Regions from separate parts of the Triticum aestivum genome. Here region 1 is linked to region 2. Evidence: chromatin contacts called from public Hi-C data. All regions are on one chromosome and are shown on one strand. The core of a region is the stretch at or near the end of the contact, and the rest is flanking DNA. Distances in the headings are between cores, read along the strand shown. Region 1 holds the start of LOC123121908 (tonoplast dicarboxylate transporter). Region 2 holds the start of LOC123121907 (adenomatous polyposis coli protein 2).

What was found. A called contact is a pair of places that touch in the nucleus more often than the background predicts.
Region 1: a Hi-C map of leaf shows a contact between it and region 2, with 2.4 times the contacts expected there. The contact joins the promoter of LOC123121908 here to the promoter of LOC123121907 in region 2. A contact is called at or near these places in 1 of 5 Hi-C or Micro-C datasets (leaf) and 1 of 1 datasets of contacts at active chromatin or transcription factors (leaf).

What each region holds. Positions count from the first base shown.
Region 1 is chr5D:377,167,817-377,170,577 of IWGSC CS RefSeq v2.1, reverse strand. It overlaps LOC123121908 (tonoplast dicarboxylate transporter), which reads right to left and starts at 1,343. Exons shown (of 6, transcript XM_044542000.1): 1 at 626-1,343; 2 at 63-549. The coding sequence starts at 1,081.
Region 2 is chr5D:377,003,660-377,006,359 of IWGSC CS RefSeq v2.1, reverse strand. It overlaps LOC123121907 (adenomatous polyposis coli protein 2), which reads left to right and starts at 1,338. Exons shown (of 1, transcript XM_044541999.1): 1 at 1,338-2,200. The coding sequence starts at 1,430. The coding sequence ends at 1,795.

The DNA.
Region 1 (2,761 bases), core at 94-2,593, 160 kb before region 2:
TACAGCAGTCATTTTCCTCAAGTGCGCAGAGAAGGAGAGAGCAAGAAAGATAAGGTACGTACCAAGCAAGCTGAGCTCCCTCCTGAGATGGGTGCGGTCAAGGTAAGCGGAGAGCGCCCTGCCGGTGTTGTCGGAGCAGAACATGAGGCAGAGCGTGGCCCAGAGCGCGGCGAAGAGCACGAGCGACATGGGGAGGCCGAAGGACATCCAGGAGCTGAAGGTGATGGGCTCCTGCTCCGGGAAGTAGGTGGACCACATCCCCACCAGGATGATGTTGGCGCCCGTGCCGGTGAGCGTGGCCATCCCGCCGATCGCCGACGCGTACACGACGCCGAGCACCACCGCCTTGGAGAACCGCCTGAACTCGCGCGCGTCGGCGCCGGCGGCCGCGTCGCCGGGGAGCCTCTGCAGGATCCCCGTGGCCACCGGCATCATCATGACGGTGCAGGGCGTGTTGTGGATCCACATGCTGACGAACATGGTGGTGCCGCAGATGCCCAGCAGCAGCAGCGCCGGTTTCACCGGGTCCCCGCAGAAGAGCGACGTGATCTGCGCGCGGGCCGCACGATGTCAGTGCGCTGAGATCGAGCAGGAAGAATCAATTGCTAGGACTCCATGAACGTACGTTGAGCGCGAGGCGGCGGTGGATGTTGTAGTGCTCGATGGCGAGGGCGAGGATGAAGCTGCCGAGCACGAGGGAGATGACGTCGTCCATGTAGGCCTTGGCGACGGCGTCGGCGGAGGAGACGCCGAAGACGGGGAAGAGGAAGAGCGGCGCCATGGACGCGACGGCCAGCGGCACGGCGTCGGTGATCCACCAGATGAACACCCACGCCAGCACGCCGAGCATGTTGCGCGCCGCCGCGTGCCCGGGGCCCAGGTCGACGAGCGCGCAGATCAGCGCGGCGGCCAGCGGGCCGGCCGCGATCGACAGGTACCTGTTGGCGAGCAGCGACGCGACGAGCGGCGAGCAGGGGGGGCGGTGGGCGCCGCCGTCCGCCGTGATGTCGTGCAGGGGCAGCAGCGACCTCGTCACGTCCTCCGACGAGCTCTCCCAGTGGCCGCTGCACCGCGGGTCCATGGCCGGTCGAGTCGAAGAGATCGTTATGGGCTGCTTTCGTTTCGTTCCGCCGTCGATGATCTGCACCCAGCCGCGCGCGTTTCTTGGTTGCTTCTTGAGGTGTGATGTGGTGTCCAAAAAGTTTGGCTGTTGTTATAGGCGCGGGAACACGACACTGCTGTTCGATTGGAAACTTGGCAGGCGAGTTCACCACGTGATTTACAGTTTTGAAAATGCATGGCCAGACAAGTTCGAAAACGAAAGCAAATAATGCATGCATGCGGCAGGTCCAAGTGTCCGAGCGACCGAGCGAGAGAAGCTTCAGCTCTGACAAGTCGTATCACGCCGCCACGTCAGATACATACAGAAATACTACTCGAATTACTTGTCCTACGTGACCATTTTCATGGCTATCCCCAAAACGAAGCCCCACACCACTAAAAAAACTTCAAAAAGATCGTACTGATCTTCCTAAAAATATAGAAGCACCACTGGTTTAAAAAGATTGTAGTAATGATTGACGCATGTGGGTCGATGTGGCGTCCAGACAGGCACGATCGCGGGGCGAGAACCTAATAAAGACTCCTGCCGGGGCAGCCGTCGACGCTGACGCGCACCCCTGGCCCGTGCCACGTACGATCGCGCCCCCCCGTGGAACCAGCTCATGGGCAGCCCAAGAGCTGGGCGCGCTTGGTGGTCGGACGTGGCCACCTGCCGGCGCTCGGTCGCCCGAGCCCCCGACGCTGACGGCGACGGGCATGCAGCTGCACGGCGCGCTCTTATCCAGGGAGGCCAGACATGTCGACATACTCAACGGTCAACACGACCGAGCAATTTTGTATTTGCCGCGCACGCCATGACGTGCCCCGCGCTGAAATTTCTCCCCGTGGCAGGTCCTGCCGCCGCAGTCCGCAGCCGCGGTGACCCTCGGCGCCGGCGAGGTCTGGACGAGCCCGGCCGCCAGGGGGGAACGTTAGAAGGGTAAATCGATGTCGTTTCCCTATGAATGCACGCCCGCAATGGCAGGTGCGCCGCCGCGGGTGGCGCCTCCCCGGGATGCGACCGTGAAGTGCGTTACCTGGAGTTGGTCCCTGTCGCAGTTGCGATTACTCATCATTGGCGGGTACGAGTGGCCGATCGGCATTATTGCTGGCTGATCCGGGCAAGACGCGATCGCTCTCGCCGGGGTGGCCCGTCGCGCCACCGCCCGGAAGGGCCATGTTTCCCGATCCGCGCAGGCCGGCTTGCCTGGCTCGTCGGTGCCCCGTTGCGGTTCCCGTGTTCGTGGCGGGGCTGGTCGAATCTTTCTTGTTACAGGTGGAGTCGTGGTAGTATCTGCGGTCAGCAAGCCTAACTGAACCGGCGAATCACGTCGCGTAGCGTCTCGGGAGTGAGTAGTTGCTGTCGTATCATGAGCAATCGATCGGACGAGTTGTCTGATGGTGATTTGAATGTATGTGTGGAAGGAGTACACGTTACGAGCTTCACGCCTTGATCTGTTCAAGTAGCAGGAGCAGTATGTACACATGCCCTCACGTCTGCGCGCCACCGCTGCATGCATGGCGTCAAATCATCGAAGCAGGCATGGTTTTGCCGGCCAATTCCTGCCCGAAAGCCAAAGTGAACTAGGTACGAGAAAGTTCCAATTCTCCTTTTCACTCTGGCCTCCATAGTACACGTGCACTGAATATCCCGTTGGAA
Region 2 (2,700 bases), core at 89-2,588:
TCAGATGTGAATAGTGTCAATGTTGCTATTGTCTTTTTTTTTACACTATTCATGCTAGATTTCACTTTTTTTATCTCAATGTTCTTTTTGAGTTTGGGTCTGAAATTTTTAGGGGTGATAGTCACATCCGTTGTGAACATTCATATTTTTTTCTGAATTTTACTGAAACATTTAAAAATGTATTTTTACATTGGAGCACCGGGAGTACCCCAAGCCTTGGAGCACCTGATACTTTGCCATTGTGCAAGTGTCGCACGTGGTGACTGGTGTCAGTCGGCCAACGCGCATCGAGTTCCGTCGGCATAATTGAGAGAAAGGAGTTTGCGACCGGCAGGTAGCAACACGTATTCCTCATCTCCTTTCTTTATTTTTTTCGACTTGATCTGAACTGGGGATTGGGAATTTGGGATCGTTACAAATTGTGCACCAACATAGGAATTGCTCTCATATGCCATATGTTCCAATAAATGCCTTGGGGGAGCACAACTGGCATGGAAATCATATAATAATCAATCTAATTAATTTGGTGATTGGTTAGTTATAAGATCTATTGTCATCTTATCCCCTAGATCAGTACAAGTTGGAAATGACCATGTTCCAATGCATTCTGATTAGGTGAACATCACTGTTACTATCGATAAAAAAGATGTGGTGCCGTGTTGAAATAGAGGATGTGTACTAGTCCTGGCCATCTCTGACCCGGCTCTGTCGGCCCTAAAATCCAGGGCCTAGGCCCGATGGGCTTGCCCGTGGGCTGGGTTTGGGCCTGAGTTTTGAGCCCACCAGCAGGGCCTGGATGGGTTTGGGCTTGGCATATTGGCATTTTGAGGAAGAGGCCCAGCCCACAGCCCTAAGCCCTAAGGGCTTTTCAGGGCTTTTTACATGATGGGCCCGGGTTGGGCTTGAAAAGTAGGCCCGATGGTAGGGCCTGGGGGCATGGGCCTCAGTTTTTTGCCATGGGCTTTTTTAGGCCTGGCCCAAGCCCGGCCCGGCACGGCCCATGGCCAGGTATATTGTGTACCTATGACGAGCCTCGAGCCATGTTTATCGGGCTAGGACATGTAATTTTTTAAACCCGTTACAATTCACGGTCATTTATGAGAAAAGGAAAACATGGGACCTGTGAACTGTAAAGGGAACAACAAAGGGACCCTACGAAACCGGCGCGAACATGCAACCGAAGCGCGGGTCAACCAAACCAACCAACCCGTGGGAGGACCGAAACTGGGAGGAAGTCGTCCAAGTCCACCGCAACACCGCGTCGGCCGCCAAGACAACGCGTCTTCACTTCACCCGTTCCCCCCTCTGGCCCTCTCCTTCTCCCCGCCCCCTACAATATCCCTCTCATCCGCCTTCCATTCCCACACAGCAATCGACCGCGTTCTCCACTCCCGATTCTCCCTCTCTCCGATCGTCCATCTCCGCTCATATGGCCACCGAGGTCCTCCGCCCGCACAGCATCCTGCAGCCGCAGACGCAGAGGATCCGCGCCGCGCACCGGAGGCCCAGCAACCCCGGCACCGCCAGGAGGTCTCCTCCTCCATCGGCCTCGACGACCGGCCGGAGAAACCATGGGCGGCCTTCCTCTTCTTCTTCTTCCTACGGGAAGGTGACGTATGCGGCCGCTCCGGCGAGGCGCCCCGCGGTGGAAGTGTACGCCGGCCCGGCCTTCTCCGCCGCGTCCCCCGAGCCGAGCTCGCTGCCGCTGCCTCAGTTCCCGCTCCAGAAGCCCGCGGCCGCCGTCGTCAACGACGCCGCCACGCGCGACCTCAGGCGCATGCTGCGCCTCGAGTAGGAGTAGCTTGCCCGGTGCCGGCGAGCTAGTCTCCTATCTGGTGGACACGAGCTGTATGTTAGTTTAGTTCTAGCAGTAATCGTCGTTGGGTGGTGCGGCCGCGCGCAGCAAGGCCTCCGGCTCGGTTTTATTGTGTGGCCGGCGGCAAGGCGCGCGGCGGCCGTGGGCTCCGACGACGACGGTCTGGAATGAGCGCAGCCAGCAATGTGACCACCGATCGACCGGCGTGATGTACTGTAATTACAAGTAGAATCCCAAGTCAAAGAGTACCTACGTATACTGTACGGCCTCCTAGTTCATCGATCCCCTTTGCCTCTAGTTAGCACGCAGGTGCCAAATGGCCAAGGTTAGGCTAAATTTGATTTCTGTTCATGTTGATTAAAAGAAGTTTATGTGTTCCAATCATGATGCTTTGAATGAGTCACATCAAGGATAAAGTTGATTTCAATCAGTCACATCCAAGATAATGTTGATTAATTAGTCAGACCAGCCGGCGGGTTGCTTGGCCAACCTACATGCCTTACGTGCGCTACCCGTCGTGTTTGTTAGCAGCTGAATTGGTCGTCTCGGCCGTCTTATTTTTGTTACCTCGACATACCTACCTCATCATAAACGCATACCCTCCAACCAACCTGAGGTTAGTGCATCTCCAACGCCGACCCCAAGTCAAACATACGAGTATGCAGATCAATAAGGAGCATTCCGTGGACCGTGATGTAGAAGTTGGCCATTCAAAATAGGCCCGGTCAATTTAAATTTCAAATCCGACCACAACCAAAAAGAAACAAGTTTGCATAATTTTCACTTGCCTGATCGCAGAAAATACTAGTCCAACAGCCCATGCAAACAAAAAAATTTAGATTTCTGCCCTACTAGACCACCAATCCGAGTCTCCACACTCACCG